Regions from separate parts of the Hordeum vulgare genome. Here region 1 is linked to region 2. Evidence: chromatin contacts called from public Hi-C data. All regions are on one chromosome and are shown on one strand. The core of a region is the stretch at or near the end of the contact, and the rest is flanking DNA. Distances in the headings are between cores, read along the strand shown. Region 1 holds the start of LOC123419150 (nitrogen regulatory protein P-II homolog). Region 2 holds the start of LOC123418547 (triose phosphate/phosphate translocator, chloroplastic-like).

Region 1 (6,441 bases), core at 3,102-5,601, 820 kb before region 2:
TGATGGCCTGTAAAGAAGCGGTGTTTGACATTGCCCAGGCTGTGTGATGCGCATGGCCAGTTCAAAATGTAAACATGATTTGAACTAATAAAATAAATCATGTCTTGTACAGTTACAAACCTGCAATGTACATGGATCTTCCATTGTTATTTTTACTGGTGTTGTGATATTGCGTTTGACAATTGTTTTCGGTGGATGTCGTGGTTATTACGTGTGGAAATTGAAGGGCTGGGGTACATCCATGGCATCGGAGCTGAAGATCATATATGTCCACTACGCCTAAAGTTTATCTTTCCACAGCGATGAACATAACACCAATTTTGGTTTTTACAAACGCACACCTGAATACGCGTCCTTTTGTCTTGGTAGAAGAACGTTGAGAAGATGCTAAAACTCATATAGGCCACCAAAGTGACCAAGACCAGAACATAAAACAGACGGTAAGCAAAATAATTGCACTAAGAGCGTGTGCAACGTCACAAGGGACTAATAAGAAGTCTTGGAGGAAACCAAAACGTCGGAATTAGGAACAATACATGAATGGAATAAGGTGACAGTTCTCTCAAACTGATGGCTTGATTTGCTTCCTTTCTGCGGAAAATGAGCTTTGATTGGATTGTGGTTTCCTCCAAAAAAACACAGGAAATGAACCATCTTCCTATGAAATTGTGCTCGTTGCCTACAAATCCAATGCATCTAACAGGGGACTTTCCTTTGGAATCCTACTCATGTAGTTTTCCCATGAAAACCCTCCGAACCGAATGAGCTGTTAAAGAGTATTTGCAATAGGCTGGTGCTAAGGTTTTTTTTTTCTGGGATTCAGTTCAGGTACAAGCGTTTACTATGCGCACCCCTTATGTCCTAAACCACCTTTGAGCCTCTTTCAATGTGATAGGATTGTCTATGCATAAGATCATCTCTAACAGACCCCATAAAAGCACAAACCCTTTACAGTTTCGGTCAAAAAATGACACCTAGCAGTCAGTGGCAAATCTAGGGGGTGGACAGAGATTTCCACATAGGCTATATATATCACATAAAAAAATTAAAATAATATATTTCTATGAAGAACTACACTGTTGGACCACCCTGCCATGTTGACCTAGATCCGTCACTACTAGCAGATCCTGTAAAACTCGTTCGATCCTTTAAACTTTTTTAAAGGGCACTGAAAATTCAACCGTGAGAACCTCATATGTACAGTTTCAAAGGCAATATACAGTTCAACCTGTAAACCGGTCAAACCTCATCAGAGCGGACGCGCCATCGTGGAACTGGCCGAAATCTATCCGAAACTCACTGGGATCCATCGCCGCATGTCGGAAGAAGCCTCCACACGATGGAATTTGCAGCCGTAGGTCCGAATTGCGGCCGACTCGACCTCCATTCTCGAGGCGTGGGCATCCACGGGTAAGGAGGAGCACGACACCGATGGCCCGAATCAGGGTGAGGCGGCGACGAAGAAGGGCGTGGCGAGGGCTAGGGGAGGGGGGGGGGGACGCTGGGGATCACCTCTTAAATATAAAATTTGATTGGAAACCGTTTTCATCATTAAATCCGTTCGAAACTAGATCTCATATCGATATGTTTCGATGACTTTTTGTGGGTTAAAAGTTGTCATGTTTATTGCACATACATTATCATCATGAATACACTCAGGTTATCATGTTATATTTCAACTATTTTTTCTTCCATGTTTAAAGTAAATTTTGACATGTTATAAAAAAGAATTAAGAAACTAAACTTTTCATGATAATTACTAAAAAATTTCATGATCCATGAAATAATGTTGACATGGTTCATAAGTAAAAAAAAATGCCGTCAATTACTTAGAAATGCATGATCAGTGACTCAAATTTATCATGAACCATAAACTAAAATTGCCATGGTGAATTACTTAATTTTTCCATGATACATGCACGAAAATTTGTCGTGTTTCATACAAAAAATATTTTCCATGTTCAAAATACTAGAATTGCCATGATCAAAATACTAAAATTGCCATGATCTATAAACTGAATTTACCATGATGAAGTACTAAAAATTACTGTGATCCACGAATTAAATTTGTCGTGGTTAATTATTAAAAATTGTCGTGGTTAATTAATAAAAATTATTGTGAAAAACAGTTGAAATACAGTGATAACTCTAAACCTAGAAGAAAACTAGATGAAACATATTGTGGCAAATTTATTGTAAACACTATGACAACTTTAGTATAAACATCATGTCAACTTTTGACCAAAAAAAGTCGCCAAAATATATCAATAAGAGATCTAGTTTGAAGATCTCACCAAGACAAATTTAATGTTAAAAACGGATTTTCAATTAGATTTTTATTTAAATGAGAAATTATTTTTATGTCTAAAAAACCAAAAAAAAACATTAATGCCATATTTTGATGTGGCAAAATAGATGATTATATAGACATGTGAACCATATCATCTTATGTTATACTCCCTTCCTATCATAATATATGACATTTTAGCAGTTTATTTACGTCATATATTATGATACAGAGGTAGTATGTATGAACGTTATCATTTAAGTAGATATTTAATTATTTACTGGCAAAATGGCCCGTGCGTTGTTACGGAAGAAAAAAACATAATCTCCAATGATGATGACCACATTATGTTCACATATCATCGCTTGATTTAAAAATTTTGTGCACAAATGAAAAAAATGTTTCTTCTTTTAAATTTATTCACAAGTTGAAGCAATCTTTACATTTTCAAAAAATATATATCATGGTTATCAAAAATCTTGGTAACTCATAGATTTATTCTGAATTTCAATAATTTCTTTTAGAAAACATACAATAATAATCTGATCCATCCAACAGTTAATTCTTCAAAATTCACACAGGTATATTGTCACAAAGACTTAGAAGCATTAATGTTTAACTACATATATTAGATCTTTCATGAACAATTTTACAAATATGAGAACAATTTTAAAATCGAAAACATTTTTTACAATTTACAAACATTTACTAAAAACTGTGAATATTTTTTATATTTCGAACGGGTTTAAATATTTTCTTTTGAATTGACGACCAATTCAAGAAAAGCCGAACATAATTTTTGATGTTGGAGGATTTTATTTTAAATTCACAAACATTTTTTGAAAAGCATGAAGTTTTTCTGAATAAGCAAACATTTTTATAAATCAGTAATATATTTATTAAATTCATGGACATTGTTTTGGAATTTGCAAAAAAAAAAAATCCAGCGCTTTTTATGAGTCCTATTTTTATTTCAAAATAAAAATTTGTCAGCATTTTAATTCAAAATTCCTATTTTTTAATACGTAAAAGTTTTTGTAATTCTAAATTATTTAAATTATAAAAAAAGTGGAATGGAAAATTTTAAATAAAAAAAATAAACTATCAAAACAGGCATTAGCTATTTTTAAAATTTTAGGACATTTTTTAAATGCATTAGCATATTTTGCATTTGAAAGCATTTTGTTAAATGCCTTTAATAATTTTTAATACATGAAATTGTATTTGAGATCATGGACTATTCTTATTGTACAAACATTTTTTTAAAATTGCAAACATTTTATTGTACATGCAAGCATTTTTTACAAAACTCCGAGCAGTATTTGAAGTCACAAACATTTTAATTTTTTAAATATGTTGATTTATAATTTTCAGTTTATTAAAATTTCAAAGATTATTTGAAGTTCTAAATTATTTTAAAAAAAAACGGAACTGAAAATAAATAAATAAACGGAACTAAAAGCAGGCGCCTGTGTATGGGCTGGCCCATACGGTGTGCTGGATATTCTCCCAGCATGCAGAGCGTAATATAGGAGATTTTTACATGGGCCGGCCCAGTCCAATTTTTTTCTTTGTGGAACGTTTGTATTACTTACCGGTGATATGGTGGGTAATTTATGCAAACTTTAGGGTAATTTCCAAAACGGACGAACAGAAATCGTATTTGATTTATTATAAGGAAGAGATTTGGTAAAAAATTGTCATCCCACAACAATATAATTTATACTCCGTATTATAAAAAAGTTTGACCTGCCATATTAAAGCCCTGTCTAAAATGCCGTTTTATTTTTACAAGTGTAATATTTTATAGAGTTATTATACCTGTCATAAGTATAAAATCAACTGAAATCTAAACCGATAAATGAATGTGTGTATTATTTTTATAAATGTATTTGGCAAAAAAACATCCCAAGCAGGGCCTAAAGAATAATCTTGCGTTCGATTTTACCAAAATCCCACTTCGTATTTCCTCGGTCATTGACAGAGGTCGACCCTTCGTATTCCTCAACGGCCGAGATTGTAAAATCGTTATTAAACACGTGCTAGTACAGTGTCGTTTTATCTTCAGTCTGATAACTGTGGATTGTCTTGTCTGACCTTGTGACCGACTGAGGAGACACCAGACGACACTGAATCGCCAACAACTGCGTCCATCATGTCGCCGGCGACTTCTCCGGCCGCCGCGGTGGGTGCCATATCCGGCGGCCTACTCCCCCACACCGCATATATCCGGCGACCCTTCCCCACCTCCCGCCTCCTTCCCCCGCGTTGGTCCATCCTCCAGGTCAACGCGGCCCGTCGTCATCGCCGCCCGGCCACGCCCGCGCGCGCCCAGAGCGCTCCCTCCCCAGGTCAGGAGCCCCTCCCCCCCTCGCCGAGACGCGATGTTCCTGCATCGAGCTCAATCTTTTTCTCACCCATCACCTTTTCAGGGTACCTGCCGGACTCGGAGTTCTACAAGATCGAGGCCATCCTGAGGTCAGTGCGTCAGTACACCAGCGAGCTTCGGGGCCTTCCTGGTTTGTTTGTAGATTTGACTGACCCACGGTGAATCGTGCCGGATTGGTGCAGGCCGTGGAGGGTGCCGCATGTCTCGTCGGTGAGTGCGGGTTGCGGTTCCAAATGGTCGTCCAGTTCTTGCACGCACACGAGGTGTTCGTTCAAATAGCTGCACGGAAATTCTGCAGGGCTTGCTCGAAATGGGGATCAGAGGCGTGACGGTGTCCGATGTGCGGGGTTATGGCGCGCAGGGCGGGTCGACGGAGCGGTATGAAGGTATTATTGGCTCGGCTGTGGTTGCAGTTAATGTGTTCCCTAGAGCCAACATTGCATTGAGTTTTTTTCTTTTTGGAAATGGCTGCATTCATTAAGAAGAAAAGAGTTGCTCAGTTAATTGAGAAAAACCGAGCGAAAACCAGGTTGCCCAGTTCATTTTGGAGAACCGGGTGAAAACCATCAGAATCGCTCGGCGGCACACATAAGAAACCACACGCACACCACTCCATAGAGGGTCTTGCCGAGACAGCACGCAGGCGTCATCGCCATCACTCCTCCCCTAGAGGCCTCATCGTCATCCCTAAACCCTGAGCAAACGACCCTGACTTCGTCGTAGGCGATCGTCAACTCAACCCATACTGAAGAGGCCGTGTGGAGATGCGTGAAGGCCCGCGCCAGACCCTGCCACCGGCGACCAAACAGCACAGCTCCGACTCTAAGGAGAACCATGAAGGAGAAGTAGGCACGGCTGGCGCCGCAAAAGATCATCGAACGAACCACCTGCTGTTTGTCATCATATAACACCGGGGCCCTGCCACCGCAGCTTCGACTTCAAAGCAACGTTGCATTGAGTTGTGAAAGGAATGGGTCGCTAGTTGTCTTTATACTGGTTTTCATTAACAAATTAACGAACCATTTGAAAAAAATGCTGTAATTTGTCTTGCCTGATTTTGTTGGTATGTATTGTTCTGTGCTGGTAAATCCTTTGTGATTTGTATGTTCTCCACTTAAAAGAAGACTCCAGACAACATATTCTGATCAGTCAAAGTCACCTCATCACAAACCTCCTCGATATGATTCCACAGCTCCAGTGAATCACCATACAAGGTTCTCCTGAAATGAACTTGTTCAAGCCCTTTACCAAGAACTTCATTGGCAGATTTTTACGATTAATGGAACTTATTAGTATGGTACAGATTTTATATGTTGCTGTTAGCACCTGTCCCTGGAGATCCGGCTTGTGGGATCCCGGACTTATGTTGTCTGGAGTCTGGATGTTTTTGTGGGCCATCGGCATTCGGCTGATATAGCCTTCTGTGGCTGGGTGGACAGATGAGCCTAGCTCATGCTGCTCCGGTAGATCACGCATCGTAGTGTCCGCTTTCATTTTCTTGTTAGCTTCTAGTAGCCTGTAAGACATTGTGGTTTCTTTTAACAGAAATCGCAGTGGGAGCTCTCTTTATCCAAAAAAAAGAAAGAAGCTGCAGATAGGGGGTGAGCTTTCAGGAACTGGAAGCAACCCCTGATTGTTACAAATGTTGCACTTAAGATTACATTTTTGTTTCTTCTGATGCAGTATATTGGCTTGAAATATCTGTAACTCGGTTCCTATTCCATTTATAGCACCATTTTCTGTATTTTCTTTATCAAACATTCCA
Region 2 (6,649 bases), core at 3,546-6,045:
ATTACCGAGTGGGCCCCGAGATACCTCTCCGTCACACGGAGTGACAAATCCTAGTCTCGATCCATACCAACTCAATGGACACCTTCAGAGATACTTGTAGAGCACCTTTATAGTCACCCAGTTACATTGTGACGTTTGATACACACAAGGCATTCCTCCGGTGCCAGTGAGTTATATGATCTCATGGTCATAGGAACAAATACTTGACACACAGAAAACTATAGCAATAAAACGACACGATCAATATGCTACGTTCATAGTTTGGGTCTAGTCCATCACATGATTCTCCTAATGATGTGATCCAGTTATCAAGCAACAACACTTTGCACATAGCCAGAAAACCTTGACTATCCTTGATCAACTGGCTAGCCAACTAGAGGCTTGCTAGGGACATTGTTGTGTCTATGTATCCACACATGTATCTATGTTTTCATTCAATACAATTATAGCATGGATAATAAACGATTATCTTTAAACATGAAATATAATAATAACTATTATCATTGCCTCTAGGGCATATTTCCAACACCATGGTCATGGGTCGTGGCTACGACGGAAGAGGACTTGTTTGGCCTGAGTGTGGCTGCGAAATCGACGGCGGCAACCGAGAAGGTGGGGAACGGGAGGTGAGTATTCATCAAAACTCTGCGTGAAAAAGATGAGGAACATGAGGGTGACAAGTGGATCCCACCTACACACATGTGGTGCGAAGCAGTGTGTTTGATGTTGCCCGATCAAACAACACCCTCGCGACCGGGGTGAGACGAGAACGGTCGACCGTTCCAGAATATTTAACTTTATTAAAACTTCTTCATTCCTTAAAAATTGACATGGTACTCCTCCCAATAGGTTCCTGGTATTTAGGGAGTTGGACCAAAATACATGATCCATCGGCTCCCTTTTCTAGTTGATAAGGTTATGCGAACACATATCCTTTGTCAAGTATTGATTCGATTAATGATAATGTTTCACAAGTCACGAACACTAAGATGCTAACCCACTAGTACGGACTCAAGGATGTTGATCACCGAATCAAACATACCCACTTTAAGAAAAACAAAATATTTTCATATGTTAGTCTCAAGTATAATATACTTCCTCTGTACCTAAATAATTGTAGTTGGGGAGAACTAGATTAGTTATCTTCAACTACAATTATTTAGGTACAGAGAGAGTATATGCCATGATCTAGAGGTCCTCACATGTTCTTGGGATGATGACTTACTCACTTAGGGTCTATAAACGGTACTAGGTAACCGGATAGTTATAAAGATAACTTTTGGATGAGTCACAAGACATGCCGCGAGATATGGTTGATCAAGATGGAATTTGTTCCTCCTAGCAGATAAATCTTCTCTGGGTCCTCTCGAGGATCAGATCCGAAAAGCATAGTCATGTGATTTGGGTTAAGTGTTAACTTTGTTTGAAAATCTGCATCACAGTTTCAAGAAGAGAGTTCGGGCTACCAACAAAGGTGATAAGTACTTGGCTTGAGCTAGACAACATTGTCAAGGTTCGTTAAATTGACTTTACGCACACATGAAAGTTGACACGTTCTACTAGTAGACACTACCAATTATCTACACGGATCATGTCCATGTGTATATGAACCTATAGGGTTGCATGCTTAAGGGGTTAGAGTCTGATGTTGATTAGGATTTGAATTAAACTAAGATTAGAGCTCTAATGGTCCTCTATTGTAGAAGTTCGTTAGGAAGATATATATGAAGGGGGGCTGGGTGTGCGGTTTAGGGTTGATCTTTTTCTCCCCACCCCAGCCACGACCGCCACACCCACACTGAAGTTGCCTGGTCGGATCTAGCAATTTAGCGAGTGACCTTGCCCCCGTATGTGTGGATACCTTGGAGGTGTTGCACCTACGTGCTCAAATTATCAAGGGATTCACAAGCTCAAATTATCAAGGGATTCACAAGGAAGAGGTGTGACACGTATCACCAACTCTACGGCAGCTGCCATGATTGCATGTCTAGTGATAAAACTTGATCCAATGATCTATCTCCACAACATGATCTTGATTGTGTGGTAGAAAATTTTATTTTGCGTCAGCATAGCATTCCACAAGGATGAGATGATACACGTAACACCAACTCCATGTCCGCTGCCATGATTGCAAGTCTAGTGATAAAACCTTATGCTGTGATCTTGGTTGCACGGTAGAAAAAATTATTTTGTGTCAGGGTAGCATTCCACGTGCCCAACACCATGAGGCTATGTATATATTGTGAGGTTTGGATTCTCAAAACTACGACCCTGGTTCATGTCGCATGGTACGTATCTAATCATGATATGTTGGCGGGTTGTATATCATACATGTCAACTAGACATATTTAATGATGTAACATAGAATTAAATAAAGAAAAAGAGGATTGAATATCATATTGTGATACCGTATCATATTAAATGTTGTGCTACTATGTGTCATGCATGACAATAAATGAACTGTTGTATGATACTACTATATGATACTATGCATTACGAATGTAGTATCATACACTAGTATCATATGCATGATACTAGTATCAATATATATGATACTCCCCATTACAACCAGCCTTTCGTTGAATATGTGGATACTAGTCATGCCGTGCTAATTAGTACTTAGTTAAATTTAAATGTTGCCATTCGAGTTTGTTTATAATATTAAATAAACTTAAGTGTTATATGATTTTATTATTGTTGTGTAAGCTGAAAATATTGACATTTGACTAGAAAAATGCCGTTGTGCCGATTTTTTATGCATAAAAATAAGTTAATGACGTCGACCCATCATGACATGTCATTGATGAATTGATATTACTCATGACGTGACCCCATACATATGTCATGCCACTGATATACTCCCTCCGTTCCTAAATATAAGTTTTTTAAGAGATTTCATTAAGTGACTACATACGGAGCAAAATGAGTTAATCTATACTCTAAAGTATGTCTATATACATCCGTATGTAGTTCCCTAGTAAAAACTCTAAAATGACTTATATTTAGGAACGGAGGGAGTATTTGTTATTGGTAAAATGTGCCTCACATGTCAAAAATATATTTTATGAGGGCTGCTACGCGTCGGTCGGTGGACCTTCTAGAAGATTAGCCGTCTCACGTGTCATTAGATGCGGCACAATTTAGCGGCTCAACGTATTCCTTTGCTTCGCAACAAAGATTTTATTGAAAAACACTTACAATGAAAATTATGTTGTGGATTTATTTTGTAACATAGATTGTGTTGCTAGATCTTTTTTACAATAGAGATTCTTTGTACAGTAGAGCTGATGTTTCAAAAGTTTGTCTAAATTGTCATTGTTGTTCGCCAACGAGGTTTACAACATCATTGCTGTTACAAGGTAAGGTAAAAGGGCACGTGGTAGGCAAGAAAAATAACGAATGTGTATGAGCGTGCTTGAAGATTCGTGGATCAAGGACGATCCAACGGCTGTGCAGGTGGCGAAACTTTCCGCACAATTAGGTGGGGAGGTATTAGAGCATCTTTAACAGGCGCGCAACCGCGCGACGCATTAAAACATGTTTACAAGGTGGGAATAACATATTTTACACGTCACAGAGCGTTGGTTCCAACGGCCATTGAAAAAAAAAATGCGCACGCCGCTCCAGCAAAAGGGCTAAAATTTAGAGCGCGCGATGCATATTCTACACAAAAACAAGATGATAGGCATGGATGAAAAACAATAAGTATAAATAGTTCATAGATAGAATCTGCTCCTTGTCGATAGTTCATCATCGATAAAAATATACATAATAAAAAATGATAAAACTACTTCTCGTCGTCTTCCTCCGACTTGCTGGTGTACGACTCCTCCATCGTGATGAAAGCGTCAGCCCACCGTTCATCGTCGGAGTCCCAAGTCGACGCTCCCTTGAGCTCCATGTTGAAGAGTGCGGCTTGTTTCCGCGTATGCCTGTCCTCACGATAGGCGGCTCGCTCCGTCCTCCTCTCCGCCCTCCTTTGCGCGGAGAATGCGCGCTCGTCGAGGACGTCCTGCAGAAACTGTTGGCACCACGCCGCCATGGTATATTCGTCCATCTCGGCGATGCCGAGGCGGCGCTCCCGCCTCTGGTTCTGACGACGGTGCTCTTCGGTGACAACCCATGGGGAGGCGCGAGCCACTATGCCCACTCCCGCATGATCACCTCGGAGAAATTTATGTCCCTACGAGGCCGGTTGAGGCGCCACGCCACTGCATCGTACGTGCTGGCGGCCTCGTCGGCGGTGTCAAACGTGTCGAGGCCGAGGTGCATGTCGCTGGAGCGGATCTAGGCATAGAAGGTGTCAGAGGGGCGTTCGCGGACACCGTGGAAGCGAGAACTTCCCTGGCGGCGCGGCGGCGGCGGCGGCGAGGCGAGCAGAGACGAGAAAGAGCGACGGAGAGAGTGGTGGGAGGGCGCGTGGTGAGGCACAGAGCAGTGAGAGGATGCGTGGAGGGCGTTGAATTTATAAAGCGCGCCGAATGCCATGCGCCAAAGCTAACACGCGTCGGACTTACGTGCGATCTTTTTTCGGAATCTCCCGCGTCCATTGGAGCGCGCGAAGCCGCTTCATACGTGTTAAAACCAATGTTTTTCACGCGCGTGTTATTTACGGTCACTGTTGGAAATGTTCTTAATGTTTATTGGTGATTATTAATGGTGCGAAGACGACATGTCATCAATAACGTTTTCTACACTAGTGTTAACGGAGAAATAATGGATTGGATTTCTTGCAAGAAAATCCTTCAAACAAACAGAGTAGGCCACTATGACTTAGAGATCCACAGTTCGTGAGCGTGCTCTGAGCTCCTGCCGTCTCCCCTCCCGACGCCTGTTCGACTGTTGCCGCTCTTTCGTCTGACGGGCTCTATCTCCCCGCGCGCGCACCTCCACCACACAACATCCTCACACTGACGCCTTCGCGGTAGACAGACACAAATGGCGGCGGTCGCCACCATCCTCTGCGGCGGCGGCGCCGCCGTCGCCGGCCACCAGCGGTTCCGCCGCCGCGGAGCCCCATCGCTCCATGCCAGAGGCAACCCCGTCTCGGACGGCGCTCACCTGGTCTGCGGTGGGAAGCTCCGACCGGCGTTGTTCCCCGCTTCCTCCTTCGGTACCGTATCCCTGCCTTCTCCGGGGAGTAGGAGGCTCCCCCGGACGTCGGCTTCCGGTCCCTCATCTGACTCCCAGGGGTTAGTGTATCTTGCCTTCCCGCAGCCCCTACTCCATTACAGCGTAAACTCCACATTTTATCCAGTAGCTGTGCGTGGTTTTGTTATTGGACTTGTGTTATTTTTCTCAGACTGAAGAGCTCGATCTAGTACTACTTGTTAGGACGACCTGCCAGCTGACTTGGGCGCACAGCCCAGACGCTTAGAGCAACTCCAGCAGGCCCCGCAAAATCTTGACCCGCAAAACGCGTTTGCAGTTTCATGAAGATCTCGTTTGCGGGTCGAAAATTAGCGCGGCCGAACAGAAACCGTAGATGAAACTGCGTAATTTGAAAATATAGTTTCACGGGAAGTTCATACTACATACTACATATATTTTATATGATCAAGCATTGCAAACACTAGTTCATACTACATACTACATTAGTACTAGTACTAGGGGGGTGGGGATCTCATGGTGGCGAGCTCGCGGCCATGGACGACGCCTCCGAGGAGCTCAATCCTCCTCGCCGGAGCTGCAGAGATCGATGTACTTCGCCCTCTGCTCCTCGCGGATGCGCCACCACTCGTCGTCCTTCGCCTTGGTGGCGAGGTTGGCCGCGACCGCTTGCCGCCACTGGAGGTCTTCGATCTCCTCGTCGTGGCGCCGGCGCTCCGCCTCCTCGTGCACGCTTTGCTCGGCAATGGCGGCCGCAATCGCGTCCACGTCGGCGACGAAGTCCTCCGGCCCGACGACTCCGCGGCGGTCGAGCTCCTCGGGCTCCTCCTTGATGGGGGCGAACTCGACGTCCTCCGGCTCCTCCGACCACTGCCTCTTCACATGGCGGCTGGAGGCGGAAGGTGGTCGCCGGCGGCGAGAAATGTGGAGAAGGGGGGTGGGGAATTGCGTGGCTCGGCGGCGGCGGGGGATAGGGTTTCGACCCGCAAACGCGCCGCGGCAAATTTTTGTACGGGCCGGGCGAGTATGCGGGCTCTGTTCTGGCCGGAAAAATGGGCCGAACCCGCATACTCGCCGGAATTTTGCGGGTTCGCGTCTTTTGCGGGGTCTGCTAGAGTTGCTCTTATTTGCTAGGGAAACACCAAATTTGTGCCCAATCCTCCATCTATCTAATTAAGGCATATAAGCTGAAGTTGGACTCCTACACTTAAATCATGCTTTGTTCTGAATACTGTAATAACACTAATTAGCTAACCAATGCTCATAATTTCCTCTGATAGCATTCTATTTGGATGCCAATGCTGCTATGCTACATCTATTATGTTATCGACTTACTGAGTGAAAATACGTTGTCCTACCAAAATTCATGATTTTTTAGGACGTTATTTCACACGCATGCTTTAGTTGGTCTAAGTATGTACAGTATTCGTGGACATGCTCTTAACATAAGAGAAATTATGCATTACTGCTGGTATGTGGCCCTAAGAGCTGAGGTTATTCATTTCTATCCACTTGGATTCCGCTTTGTTCAAAGTGCATG

The links. Hi-C and Micro-C count contacts between places; a contact is called where the count stands out from the background.
Region 1: a Hi-C map of seedling shows a contact between it and region 2, with 2.9 times the contacts expected there. The contact joins the promoter of LOC123419150 here to the promoter of LOC123418547 in region 2. A contact is called at or near these places in 3 of 6 Hi-C or Micro-C datasets (leaf and seedling).

What each region holds. Positions count from the first base shown.
Region 1 is chr1H:52,029,365-52,035,805 of MorexV3_pseudomolecules_assembly, reverse strand. It overlaps LOC123419150 (nitrogen regulatory protein P-II homolog), which reads left to right and starts at 4,351. Exons shown (of 7, transcript XM_045107140.1): 1 at 4,351-4,638; 2 at 4,720-4,765; 3 at 4,859-4,886; 4 at 4,975-5,062. The coding sequence starts at 4,443. It overlaps LOC123419311 (ultraviolet-B receptor UVR8), which reads left to right. Exons shown (of 15, transcript XM_045107154.1): 15 at 1-149.
Region 2 is chr1H:51,208,685-51,215,333 of MorexV3_pseudomolecules_assembly, reverse strand. It overlaps LOC123418547 (triose phosphate/phosphate translocator, chloroplastic-like), which reads left to right and starts at 4,795. Exons shown (of 13, transcript XR_006617938.1): 1 at 4,795-5,192.